2 separate regions of the Athene noctua genome follow, and region 2 is linked to region 1. A link is a contact called in public Hi-C data. All regions are on one chromosome and are shown on one strand. The core of a region is the stretch at or near the end of the contact, and the rest is flanking DNA. Distances in the headings are between cores, read along the strand shown.

What was found. Hi-C and Micro-C count contacts between places; a contact is called where the count stands out from the background.
Region 2: a contact with region 1 is called in a Hi-C map of liver, with 4 times the contacts expected there. The contact joins the promoter of LOC141963121 here to the promoter of MLF1 in region 1. A contact is called at or near these places in 2 of 2 Hi-C or Micro-C datasets (heart and liver).

What each region holds. Positions count from the first base shown.
Region 1 is chr8:28,107,098-28,114,209 of bAthNoc1.hap1.1, forward strand. It overlaps MLF1 (myeloid leukemia factor 1), which reads right to left and starts at 4,497. Exons shown (of 7, transcript XM_074911816.1): 1 at 4,376-4,497. The coding sequence starts at 4,422.
Region 2 is chr8:28,421,144-28,428,072 of bAthNoc1.hap1.1, forward strand. LOC141963121 (lysosomal amino acid transporter 1 homolog) reads right to left here and starts at 5,097. Exons shown (of 10, transcript XM_074912131.1): 1 at 4,823-5,097; 2 at 2,973-3,278; 3 at 2,191-2,313; 4 at 416-761. The coding sequence starts at 600.

The sequences.
Region 1 (7,112 bases), core at 3,247-5,746:
TCCAGTCTAATTTTGCCCTTTGCTATTCCACTGAAAGCCACTTTTATTAACGTTAAGAGTCATTTCCCAAGTATGTTTACTTAGACTTAATAGCACCTCATCTTCCTTCCTATCAATTTCCTGGCACTCCCCAGACACCTCACACCCTCATTCTCTCCAGGGCACCGCAACCTTTCCCATCACATCTCATGCCTCCATGAAGAAAAAAGCTTCAGGATGCTCCTCTGACTCCAACACCCAACCAGCTCTTAAAAGTCTCCTGAACAGCTTTTCTATTCTCCCCACCCCTTATCTCCAGTCCCACGAAAACGAGTTTCCACACCACGTGGCCACTTTGATCTCTTTGCTTTGTACTGTCTTTGCATGCCAAAGGTGCATTTATTTTTATTTTTTTTTTCCTTTTAAGTGAAGAAGTAAGGTTACAAACATAACGCCGAATTAATTTTCAAACAACACTTGACACAATATCCCTTTAAGCTACGCATGTAACTCACTCCAGCACACCCCAGAAGTAGTTTTACCCCTGTCATTAAGCAGACCCTAATCTACCCCCTCACATGACTGCTAGCTTTAGCTTCAGTCCTCAATGTGATAAGCAGTCGCACACAGCCAACGGCCCCTCACCTTTCACAGGATGAAGACCAGATGGAAAAAAGTCACTGCAGAAGCCAAGGCAAGGGAAGCACACAAGCACCCCCACAGTACATAGGTACTTCCATCAAATCTATTTTGACTCCCCAAAATTCAGATAGGTTTGGTTATCAACACACAAATAAATATGAACCGTATTCCATCAGTTAGTTGTGCATAACAAAATTTGTCCCCAGTCCCTTCCAGTTCAAAAGTAGGACACTCCTAAGTTACCTACAACACAGCATAAGCAAAACAAGATTCCATAGATTTAATGTAAATAAGAAAAATTGGTTGAATTTAGTGTGTGTAACATGCTCCAATATCTCACCTGACATAAAATAATGCTTCCTACCTTGTGAAATTGTCCTTTTTGCCTTATTCCAGTTTCGCTTGCAACTTCTGGCCTCTCACCCTCCACTACATCTATTTGATTCACATACCTGCATCTAAAACTGTGTTGGTGTTTTTTTGGTTTTTTTTTTGTTTTTTTTTTTTTTTTTAAATTAAAGGTCCATGAAACAATTCAGAAATACAGCTTCTTACTGTCAGAGACAGAGAAGTAAGATATACCATGTGGACTGACAGATTTAGGAACAAAAGTAAAGTCCATCCCAATTCCCCAGGGACATTTCAGGGAGCCATTCATCAAAAGATCTAGTGTAGCCAAGCTTCAAAAGAAGCACTACAATTCTGGTACGCTCTGGAGCAGGGCAAAACCAACCTAAAGTCAACAGGGAATCTGGAAGACAAGGCGTCCAAGGAATTAAACCTACCACCTTGATGGCTCTGATGACTGAAACTCAATCTGTCACTACAAAAGGAGTATGTCACCCTCACTATACATATTAAATAAGTCAAAGGCTCTCCAGTAGAGGATGCAAGATCTTAAATTCTTTGCTCCAATCACAGGTTTTATAGGATGGCAACAGGTGGAGAACCTTGCTTTTAATTACCACTGATCACATCTGACTTAATCTGACCTTTTTTAGAGGGGGTAAAAAGATACTTTTGATGAGACAGACATGATTTCTGTACACTTTGCACTATTATACCATAAAAGTGGTGGAGAGGGAGGAAATAAAGGGGGTTCTGTAAGGGTTTTGCACACAGAATTTGTGCCCTTCACACATTAAGCACTGTAAGGTATTTCCAAAATTAAGTTCTGAATGGAGCCAAACAATTTATACATTTGTTGTCACCCTACTCTGCCGTAACAAAATCTTGTCTAATGAGTAGTTTATCTGACCTTCACCTGACATTCAGGTCTTTGCAGGGATCAATAAAGGGGAAAAAACATGTGCAGCCTCTGAGACTGACAGTCTCAAGTCCATCTGCTGTATGGAGAAAGAGACCTTAAGGCGGCTGATGCTGCTGGCACGTACGCAAGTGAGGATTTTCACTAAGATGTAGCTCACTTCCTACGTTCTTTAAGCTTAAGCTCCCAAGTTTAAGGCTCTGTGTTCCAGCTGAAACCCTTTATGGTGTTCTGGTGAAAGTACAATGTTACTCCGTACTTCAGTGTGTTTCTGGTCAGTTGAAAAACAGTGTCCTAGAACAATAAATTGTTTATTATTATTGAAAACTGTACTTCCTGTGAGTGTTGGTTTTTTTTGTTTGTTTGTTTGGTTTTTTTTCCATTTTTACTTAGAAAGTTATGTAAGCCTGAAGTTGCAGAATCCCGCTGGAGATAACACCTGGAACAATAAAACAAAAGCTGTGTATTGGTAAATTAAAACCAGATGCCAACTGTGCTTGGCAGAGAAGACACAACTCCTGCACCTGTCCAGGCTATGAGGGATGAAGCTCAGCTGGGCCCAGGCAGCATTCTGGCTGACTGACTGGTGCTTCCCCAGGGCAGCTGCTCACAGATGGAGACATTTCTTTTAACCCAGGCACTATTTCCAGTTCAGCAGTCAAAATCTCTCCTTATGAGGCAACAGAAACCCATTATTACAGTATTTTGGAAGCTAATCTTATCTGAAGTAATAAGCTCATTTCCTTAACTATATGCAAAACAGATTTACAAGGACAATGCCAAGAAAATGAACCTCGGTATCAATCTCTCATCTCTTTCACACGCACTCCCTCTGTCTTTTGCAATCTTTTCTTCCCTACAATTTGAAACAGCATCGGTGGCTATAATAAAAATGCACAAATGAAATGAACAAATAATAGGAGAGAAACTGATATCTCAAAGCATGCTACAAATTGCTACAAACAAGCCTTAACTGCCATCATTATTTTAATTTCACACGGAGGATTTGCATAGTGAAGTTTTCTGCATAGTGTATCCTGCATATAACTGATGAGTTGTTATAATAACGCGGATATTCCTACAAACCAAGCGTCCTCATCCATTTTGTGTGGCTTTAGAGACTATCCCACTGCCAGGGACGTGCTTTTGCAGCTCAGCGGTAGGTTCTTTAAGAGGTACAAATGCAACCTCAGCTAGAATAGCCTGTAACTAAGAGATAAAGTCAACAAACCCACATGACAAGGCCTGATGTGTTTCCCTTCCTTGTCCACCCACCGGCGTTACCCCTTATCTTTGCTTGTAATTAAGCTCCACATCTTTAGAAAAACTAAAATCATTCGGGCTCCTCCAAGTTCTCCATTCCCATTCTTACCCACTACAGATTAGTTTCTGACCAAAGACATAAACTGGGGCCAGATAGATATTTCAGCAGTTTGGGCTGTCCCAGCACTCTAGGGGAGCATTTGCACAACACACTCCTTAGATTTAGATTCCAGTGGCAAACTTAAGATTCCCACAGGAAATAAACCGATTTCAGAATTTAATGCGCAGACATGCTCTACCCCAAGCACCACCGGCGTGCTCATGATAAAGAGACCAAAAAACTCCACATTTGCTGAGCTAAAGCATCAGCATCCACTCAGAGAAGCAGCACAAGGAGACAGTTTGCCTTTCACCTGATCTCACAGGCAGGTTTGCAGAGTTTTAATGCAAGAACGCCTTGGTGTTATCTTTAGTGTATTCATCGGCAGCAGGAGCTCAGAAAGTCTACAGGAAAAAAGAACTAATAAACGGAGAAAAAGCTAGAATATCTAGCAACCGCCAACTTTAAGAAACTGAAGGAAAAAAAAAAGTCAACCCAGGGGAGGTGAAGATTTCTTCTCAGTCGATGTCTCTGTGAAATTATGATTAAGACCATCCCTGACAACTTTTTAAGAAACTGAAGAAAAAAGATAATCAAGAAAATCAACCCAGGGGAGGGGAAGATTTCTCCTCTGTCGATGTCACTATGGAATTACGATTAAGCTCTTCCCTGACAACTTTTTAAGAAACTCAAGGGGAAAAAAAAAAAAAAAAAAAATCACGAAAGTCAGACCAAGGGGTGTGAAGATTTTTCTCCGCCGATGCCACTGTGACATTATGGCTAAGTTCTTCCCCGCGCTATGAGGCAGGCAAGCTTGCACGCGTTACTGGAGAGGGGGGCGACAGACAAGACCGTGGCATTTAAAGTCACCGGCAACAATCTACCCCCCCGCGGCTGTCAGGGACCCCCCGCCCGGCCGCCGGAGCCGGGCAGCCGGAGGAGCGCGGCTGCGAACCGGCACCGCCGCCAGCCCCGGTCCCTCAGCGCCCCAAGCCCCGCCGCCCCGAGTCGCTCCTCCGGGGAGCGCGGCGGCCCCCCCGCCGCCTCACACCCCCTGGCGGGGCGGCTCCAGGGAGGGGCGGCTGCCATCCCGGCCGGCCGCCGGGCCGCGGCGGGCCGCTCACCGGAAGAAGGGATCCTCCTCGAAGCAGCGCCCCAGCCCCCCGAACATGGCGGCGGCTCCCCGGTGCAGTGAGCGCCGCCGGCCCCGCCGGGCCCTCACGGTGGCGCCCGCTGACACACGTGACGCCGCCCAGCGCCGCCATTGGCCGCCGCCGCTGTGACGAGCGAGGAGGGGGCGGGGCTTACCGGGTGCCGCCGTTGCCGTGGCAACCGGCGCCGCTGCGCGGTCCCGCTCCAGAAGGTTCGGGCCGGGGCCTGGCGCGGCCCCACGCAGGGCGGGGGGGGCCGTGGAGCGGGGACCCCCACAAAAGGGGGATCCCCCCGCGCCTCCTCGGGCTGCCGCTCCCGAAGCCCCGGTTTTCCCGGCGGAGGCCTTGCGGGGGGAGCAGGCCCCGGCGCGGGGAGCAGGCCCGGCCTTCAGCCCAGCTCCTCTCAGGCGGTTGCGGATCGGTGCTGTCGGCCCGGCTCGCGCCGCTGCCCCGTCTTTAGAAATTTTGGAGAGAATTGTATTTTTTCCAGTAGGTGGCAGTAAAATAAAGCGCCCGTGTTGTGCGAGGCGGGCTGCGGCCCTTTCCCAGCTTGGCCTTTGGGCGAGCATCGGCACCCCGGTGGCCTGGGCTACAGGCAGCCATCAGTAGCTGTTCCAGCCAGATCTAGCAGCGAGGAAAAAAACTGAGGCCGGGATGGAGGAAGGATATTTGACCGCCGCGGCCGTGGGTGCCATCACCGCCGTTTGTGGATCGGGATTACCTTTCACTCCACACCAGCTCAGCACTGACAAGGCGTCTCCGATTTCTGAGGCTTTACGGTAGTTGCCTTCTGGCCAACAGTTCATTCTGTATTGCTTAACTGTACCGGCTTTGGGAGCCAGGCTGGTTAGGATTACTGGTTAGACAGAAAGGGAAAAAGAGCTCTTTGTCTTCTTGGCAGGACAAGCAGTCCCGTGGCCGGCTGTAAAGGAGAAACCCCCGCAGCAAACCCTGTGCTGGGTATGGTTGTCAAAGGAAAGTTCCAGTAAAAATAAAAGAGCGAATGGACAGGGAGCGTTATCTCGGTTTGCTGAAGAGCGGAGTGGTTGTGAACGTGTAGGGGTGTGTATGAGAACTGTCGTTATATATAAACTTCTGAAGGAGGGCAGTTTGAAAGAACCAGAGGTATAGGAATCTCGCCTTCATTCTTCATAAAATGGGAGAATTGTGGAGAAAAATGTGATTGGGGAAATTCTCCCGCTCTAGAAGACAAAGTTTCTCAGAGCTGTGAGCCCTGGGGGTTGGTTCTTCCTTTGCATCTCCTGTCGAGAGGCAGGTGGAGGCTCTTCCCTCCTCACATCTCTTTCAATATCTCAGCATTTAGGGGAAAGCTAGAAAAATGTGCTCCGGATAACCAGGTGGGAATAGAGAGCATCGGAGTATTTATATGGCAGTCATGAAAGTAGATCCTTCGTTCCACTAAGATCCATCATGCTGCAGAAGCAGCTCTGCTGGTATTTGGCCCAAAGTGGAAACCCGACATAAAAGATGAATGAACTGAGCCTGCAATATTTTTGAAAAATATCTGTAATCGGATGAGCATTGATTTTGCTGTCTACTGATGTAGACTTCTCTTTAGATCCTAGCAAGTGGTGATATTGCAGCCTTAAGATGCACTCCAAGTTTGAGCAGTTGTTACAGTGAAAACGTTTATGCTGACTGACTGGTGGGCAGGGAAGCATGACAGAAAAAGGGTTACCCATTGATTATCCAGGTGAAGTCTGTGAACTGTTTGTACATTTCTGATGAAAGATTAGCAAATAAAACAAATCAGGCGGTAGTCATGGAAGTGAACTCTGCTGCTTTGGGGCTTTTTGTAACGAAATCTTGTGCCGGTTATGATGTTATCAGAGAACTTTTTATTGCTCAGAGACAGAATTCAAGCTTTGTTTCAAACCACCACACGAAAATATTACAAACGTTGTAGTAATATCATCCCCTGCACTGTAGTTAGTTGTTCAATCCACAGATTTTAAAGCTCTTTAAAACTCCTCTGAAGCTAGAGCGTATTCATACCAGAAATGCAATAAACTGTACCTTTGCCATCCTGATTAGGTCATATACAGTGCTCATTTCTTAATTACTTGTCATTATATTCTGACTAATAGACAGATACCCTGGATCAATTTGGTTTTGCTGTTATAGCAGTTCATTAATATCCAGGACATGGTGTGCTCCTTGCTACAAACCAGCAAGGTGAATTTTCTTCAACATAATTAATGCATCAAATACAGAATCCTGCAAATTTTTCTCCTCCTGGAGCTTTATCTTCTCAGAATGTTTGTTTCGGTGTGGTTAACTTGTTCGCAGTCTTCTACCAAAACCTAACTGGGTGGTTTTTTTACAGTATTTATTTATGGTTTCTGAACACGGATACAAAACTGACTCCGAGTTCAGTGACCACCGTGTAGCCTTGGTATGGATTCAGCATTGTAAAAAGAAACCTGTGCAGCGATGAAACAGGAATGTGGAGCTTCCCAACAGCTGTTCAGAGCACATCACATCATCTACAGTTCGCTATTTGATTTTACATGGGCTCCGACTCCAAAAGATGAAATTTCTTTCCAAGCCAGAGCGGATCCAGAGCTGGGTTACTGTGCAGATAACCGAGTTCCAGTTGTTGTTAATTTTTTGGCTGCTAGTGGGAAGATGGGCCCCGTTAGAAGTGAGCTCATTATGAGAGGCTCACTAACACGATAAAGTCAGTACT
Region 2 (6,929 bases), core at 3,847-6,346, 310 kb after region 1:
GACTTTTTCCCAGTCCAAATTTAATTGGCAGGAGCCAGCACGGCAGTACCGGTGACACAGCCTGTGGTTTAAATAAACACCGAGCCAGCTTCTGCTGCAAGTGTGCCTGCGCCTGCACACACATCTCGGGGTGGAGAAGATAAGAGAGAAGAGGTGATTTATTCTCATTTGCTCTAAGTGGCAGAGATTAGCGTCAATTCAGTACAACAGAACAGTACATCAAGCTCATTTGTCAACCACCAAATATTTTTGCAAACATGAACAACATGCTTCTCTGGCATATTGTATCTGTATTATGCAGATGGAGAAATCTTGGAAAAATCCAAGATAAAGTTTTTTTTAAAAAGGCAGCTTTTGAAAAAGGCTGCGGGCAAGATTACTCATGTTTGAGGACTGCTTAAGACTTTAAACTTACGGTAGTGCAGCAAACAGAAAACAGACAATGGAAATCAGTCCTATGACAACGCTCCAATACTCCCACGCGTTCTCGACACATTCTTCCAGGAGATGCCAAATCCATGGTGTTCCATTTATGCACAATCTCCTATTCTCTATTGGGGAGATATTGAAAGCGTGTGTATACGGCTGAGAAGCCATCATTCCTTGGGCCGAGGTTCAATTCAGAAGTTTATTTCTGCCTCCATTTTTACCCCATGCAAATCCGCAAATCCGTTTACCAACGCTGCGCGGCCGCTGTGGAAAGACCTCTGCATCCAGACGGATGCTTGATATCACAGTTATTTCCAGTCTCATAAACGAATCTGCCAATGCAAAGGAATAAATACAGCCAGGGTGAATAAGACATTAACTGTACAATGCTTGCTTACACTTACTGCTTACAGAAGAGAAGTTAAGACTTCCAAGAAAGAAAAATACTTTGTGGTCCATCATTAGCATTCATTAGCTCCTGACGAATATGCAACACTCCAGATTTATATCACTACAGCATTTTAGTCTGAGGTTGTGCTAGACTGAGACTGCCAGTTACACTGAGGTGCCAGGAATGGGCTACAGGCTGATGTAAATCCAGCAATTTATTTGCACTTCAGACCAAATCTCTGATTTTCACGTTCAGTGTTATGCCAGTAAAGTAACAGCCCTCTCTTTAATGGTACTAGCCCAGATTCTGAACACTCAACTCACTAAATAGAAATATAATGTTGCTTTCTATGCAACTAACTTTAGGATAATGTTACGAAAAAGAAGCCACTTGTGACTCAGATTCCAGATGAGCTCTATGGTCTACGTGAACCTAGCTAGCCCATCAGACTAACTAGTGATTCCACATAGGGTCAAACAGTTTGGGTTATTTAATATTCCAGAGGAAAGACAAAAAGCGTAAGAAACTTGCAGAAGGCAAATACAGGGTACTCCTGCCCCCAGAATCCCCAGAATGAAACACAATAGTACAACATGGCTTAAATTTTGAAGCAAGGGAGGGTTGGGTTTGACCTTTAAAAATATTTTCTTGAAGTCAGTTATAATAATTCTGGATATTGTTTGTTTCTCCTGAAACAACCATCCTCTTTGAAACTTTAATATTTGCTTAGAAGGCTAACCACTACAAAACTGAAGAAAGTGTTAACAAAAATGCAGAATTATCTATTACTATCCCTCGAAACTTCCTGCTGACAAAACCCAGCTGATACCCTACTTATTCTGATGATATTTAAGTCCTCTGAAGTTTAGTAATTCCTCATACAGAGGAGTTTAAAATCAGCTAGCTATTAAGGAAAAAAAGCCAGAGCAAATGCACTGTTTAAAAAAACCCAACCGAACAAGAAAATAAGTACTGTACTAGTAGGTTCACCTGTTTAGTATTTAAAGCCAGATGTAAAACCGAGAACAAGAAAGATGGGGAAAATTTTTAAGACCATTTGGAACATCTCAGATGCATGGCGATTTCAGGAAACAGAAGAAGTAATACCGAGGTACAGAGCATCCCTCTAGAAGTGAATGAAGTTATGCCATAGCTCACCACACCCGTCCCCAGAGGCCTGATGAAGTGGCTGGCAGTTTGGATGTTCTTCACACACACACCGGGACAGAGCTTGGAAGGGCTGACGTACCCTTTCTGCAATTAACAGCTTGGAGCCATCCTCATGATGCATCAAACTACTTCAAAATCTTAGTAAAGCTTCGGAAAGTTTGTTTTCATAGAGCATCAGTCACTGTAAAGTTAGGACTCACTTTGCTAGTCATTGAGAAAGCTGCTTTTTCTTTTCAAGAGGCTTCAGGTATCTGCAGCGTAAACACTGGAACAAGTTTTCTGCAGAAACTGTCTGCCTCTCAAGAGAACTGTCATCACTGGACCTAAACCAATTAAACAATAAAAAAAGAACATGTATTCACACTGAGAGCTCACCTTGGCCTATTAGACATATTCAGTTTATTCAGCATATACTGGTGAAGTTATTAGGCTTTGTAGGCATTTTTGAAAATAATTCTTAAAGTTAAAAAGAAAAGTTGTGAGTAACATTTCAAGTAAACTTTCCCACTCCCGTACTCCACAGGGTTTTACAGGGTTTTACCAGCCACTACAAGGAGAGAAACATCAAAGCACACATACTACTCCAGAGGCAGGTTTTAGGCGTGAACTTTCAACCATTTAGAAACAGTGTAACAAAAACCTTACACATTTTATTAAGCTTCGTCCCAAAGTATTTCAAGATAAGCAAAATACGTCAGATGTAAAAAAAAAAAAGAAAAAGGAAGATGAAACATGGTATTTTAAAACGATGTCTGAAAAATTAGGTTTAACATGGTATTTAATGTCTAAATACCATAACTGCAGTTGGACTCACGCGTGCAAAAGTTCTCTTAGAAGATCAAGGACTATGCGGCAGCAAGTCTAAACAAGGCAATTCAGACTCAATCACCTGATCTCACGCTATATCCTGCTCCAAAACCCTGCAGCCATTACGGAAAACCAAACAGTTTAAAGAGTGGTAGGAATTAGACAGGCCACTTACACTTCCCAGATGACCGAAGACTCGAGCTTTGGCCTCCTGCCACACAACACACTTAACACATTTAAAGCATGTGGATATGCTTGGTTTGTTACGACTTAACATTTACGCAGCAGAAAAAACGTTCACGTTGCCAGTCCTTGGGAGCGTATTTTTAATCTTATGATAATTGCTGTCTTTCTTAAATCCCCAGCAAAATACTCTGTCCCAGTGAGAGCTCCATCACCAAACCCAGCAAATTCCACCAGCAGTTAGAACAACTGGACACATCAGCCGGACGCATCAGCCACAAAACCTGAACTCCTCCTGCTGTTGATGGGAAGGCAAAAGGCAACAGTGTCAGTGTTTGATCTATTTTCACACCTGGACCCGTGACACACCTATTTTCACACCTTGACACTCAAGTATTTCATAACTACACTTTCAGCTCAAAAGAATAATGGTGTTTGAGCAAGACCGATACAGATGGTTCCCTCCCCCAATATGTAGCCTTGCACAGAGATGCGAATTTCTCCTCAACATTTAAAAAACCCCCTTTCACTTACTCTTATTGCATTAAACGTTTTCCACCTGAAAAGAGGATAAGGAGACTGCTATGACATTTTTTTTGTTCCTGTAGTATTTAAGTTGCCAATGATGAGAAAAGAAAATAATATTAAAAGGTGATTTATGCTCCTATAACAATTCCTTGCCTGTAACCTCATATTCTTTCTCAGATTACTGCCCAAATACTAGTTTCATTTGGAAAAGTTACAGTAAAAATATTATTTTCACAGAACAGTTAATTTGGAACTTTGACATCATACCTTTCTGAAAAGGTTTGGTGTTTGTCTAGCTAGAAATAAAACCATTATGGTGCAAGATATTTACTAAGAACGAATCAGCAGCTTGAGAGCCCTGTGTGGACACTCTTTTTCTTATTTTAATACTTTATTCTGGGGGTAAAAAAGTACACGCAGAAATAGTCAATGATTTAAAAGTGAAATCCACTTCACTAATAGCAGCTTCACGGTGCAGAGGAGGAAAAGCAAGCTGTCCCTGGAACCTGGGAGCCTTCCCCCAGATTCTCTGCTCCTCCAGCTGCCAAGCTGCCCTGAACATCCCCGCGATGTGGCTGCTGCATGTTCCTGGATGTCAAACAACGAGACGTGGCTAGTAATGCGTAAAGATGTCAGATACGTGTGTTTGGCAGATTTTAGATTCTCTAAACAGCAGCTAATAACAGCTTGAAATCTAAAAGGCTGTTCAGTTGTGCAGTATTCAAAATTTAATTACTCTTGGGGGGAAAGAAAAAAAAAAAAAAAAGTGGAGCTAAACTAAGAACTAATTCAGGGATTCTTCAAACACTTCTCAGTTTTAACCCGGTTATTGTATTTTGTCTCCAGTTATTTTCTAAACATATTTCTACGCACCCCCGACTGTGAATGCTGCCTCTTCAGAGGTGATGATAAAGCATGACCGCTTTTTACCTAGAAAAAAAAGCCCAGTTCTCACAGAAGACTTACAACCCAGCTTAGGAAAAAAACAAACAAACAAACAAAAAAAAACCTAAGGAAGCGCTTTTCCTCAGGAGAGCTCGCGGGCATCCCAGCCCTAAAGCCCCCGGCGAGCCCCATCCCTTGGGACAAGGTGGGTGCAACGACCTGGGGCCTTCTGCAGCCCCCGGGGGCCCCGGCCGCCCGCCCCCCCGCCCGTGACAGTCCTCTGAGGAGAAACGGGGAAGGCGACATGAAAGGAACGACAACTTAAAATGGCTTTAAGGAAGGGCAGGGGCTCTCTAGCTCCACGCAAAGCGGGCTCGGCCCCGGGAACCCAGGGCGGGCCTGACGGACCCGAGCGCGGCAGGCACCGACCTGGCGAGGGCTGATGCTGCTCCGGGCTCCGGCGGGGCGCGGCGGGCCCGCCCGGCGCCGCGCACCGATCCCCGCGCACCGATCCCCGCGCCGCCGCGCTGCTGCCGCCACCGGAGGGCGGCTTCGCCTCACGGAAGACCCTGCGGAGAAGGAGCGGAGGGGAGGGGGGTGTGGGGGGTTACCCACCGTGCCCTCAGCCCCACGCCGAGGGGCAGACGCGGGGAGGGGGAGAAGGCCGGGCCCCCGCCCCCGCCCGCCCCTTCCCGTCCCTCTGCCCGCCGCCGCCATCAGCCGCCGCAGCGGCGGGGACGGGGCGCCCCCTGGCGGCGGGCGGGGCCGCTCCCCTCAGACCGGGCCCCGCCGGGAACCGGAGCCCCGGGGATGGCGGCGGGGGGCGGAGGGACGGGGCTGAGGGAGGGAGCGGTGCCCCGGTGCCGCGGGCTGGTACAAAACTGGCTCTTGGGCTAACGCGGCTCTGTGCAGGCGGAGGGGCCTCAAAGCGGCGCTTGCGCTGCCAGGGTGCCAAACCCGTGGTATTTTTAAGACCTGGGGCAGTTCTGTCAGGGGCGCTGCCCCTCTTTTACACAAACCCGGAGCTTTCAGGCCTGTATCGCGTCCACAGAGCGGCTGCTGGGAGACACAGAGAGGGTTCTGCGCGCACAGGCCCCAACCCGTTCGTTTACCTCTGGCCCGAGGCCGATGTGGCCTTCGCCAGCCTGGCCTCCACTCTGGCCACCCCAGAACCACCGCGGTGACCTTTCCTCTGCCCTGTTAGTGCCCGCTGGACTCACCCAGCCTTGGCAGCGCTTTAACGCCACCTTTTAACTTGATCAGTAATGGCAGTTTGTGATCCGCGGCACGGAGAAGTCACTGAACAATCCTGAGATCTTTGTAGGGTATGTACTTCCGGACATTAATTTTTAAAAATATTTTGATAGGAAAGAGTGTTGTATAATTTACTGAATTTTTAATATAATTTTACTTTTTATTCTCATATAGGCTCATCATTTCTGTAGTTACTGCAGCCTAGCTAATTAACACATAGTTGGGAGAGTGATTAAAGGAAGGCTCCGGGTATCTGCATTGTTCTAGTTTAATTGCTGCTCAAGCAGTGATTCAGTGTTGGTTTTGGCAGTTGAGCAGCATTTGTCTGGCACTGTGAAGTTCCCTGTTTATGTCCATGAGACTCATCTGTTGTTGATGGGCAAAAGCATGCAGATTTGTGAAATTTTTAGTAGCATACAGACTTGTGGAAGGAATAGGTTTTGTTACATGCCTTACAGTCACAGAATGGTCTGGGTGGGAAGGGACCTCAAAGCCCATCCAGTGCCACCCCCCCACCATGGACAGGGCCACCTTCCACTAGCCCAGGTTGCCCAAAGCCCCGTCCAACCTGGCCTTGAACCCTTCCAGGGAGGGGGCAGCCACAGCTTCACCAGCTGAACCCCCCAACTCTCCCAGCCTGTCCTCACAGGGGGGCTCCAGCCCCCCCAGCATCTCCGTGGCCTCCTCTGGCCCCGCTCCTGCAGGTCCGTGTCCTTCTGCTGTTGGTGCCCCAGAGCTGGACCCAGCCCTGCAGGGGGGTCTCCCAGAGCGGAGCAGAGGGGGAGAATCCCCCCCTGGCCCTGTGCCCACCCTGCTCTGGGTGCAGCCCAGCACACGGGGCCTTGCTGGGCTGCGAGTGCACGTTGCTGCCTCACAGGCAGTTTTCCATCCACTAACACCCTCAAGTCCTTCTCAACAGGACTGCTCGCTCTTTGCCCAGCCTGTATCTGTCCTTGGGGTTGTTCCGACCCATGTGCAGTGTTTTGGCTGGGCTGCTCAGGTGGTGCCTGTTTTTACAGAGCTGGAGTCTCCTCGCCTGTGTAGACAGAATTGGGTCTCGTAGCTGGTGCAGCGTGGGAGAAGAGGGGAGCAGGCTGGAAGGAGCTGCTGTTACGGCAGAGGATTCGTTTCCTACCACTCCCCAGTGCCTGAAGAAAAGCCCTCTCGGCGTAAGGAACCTGTGTGGTACTGAACCCAGAACTGGATGTGAACCTGAAGCGGGCAGTAACTGGAGACACCACGCAGGCGACTGGAGAGGATAAAATAATCCGCAAATGCAGAT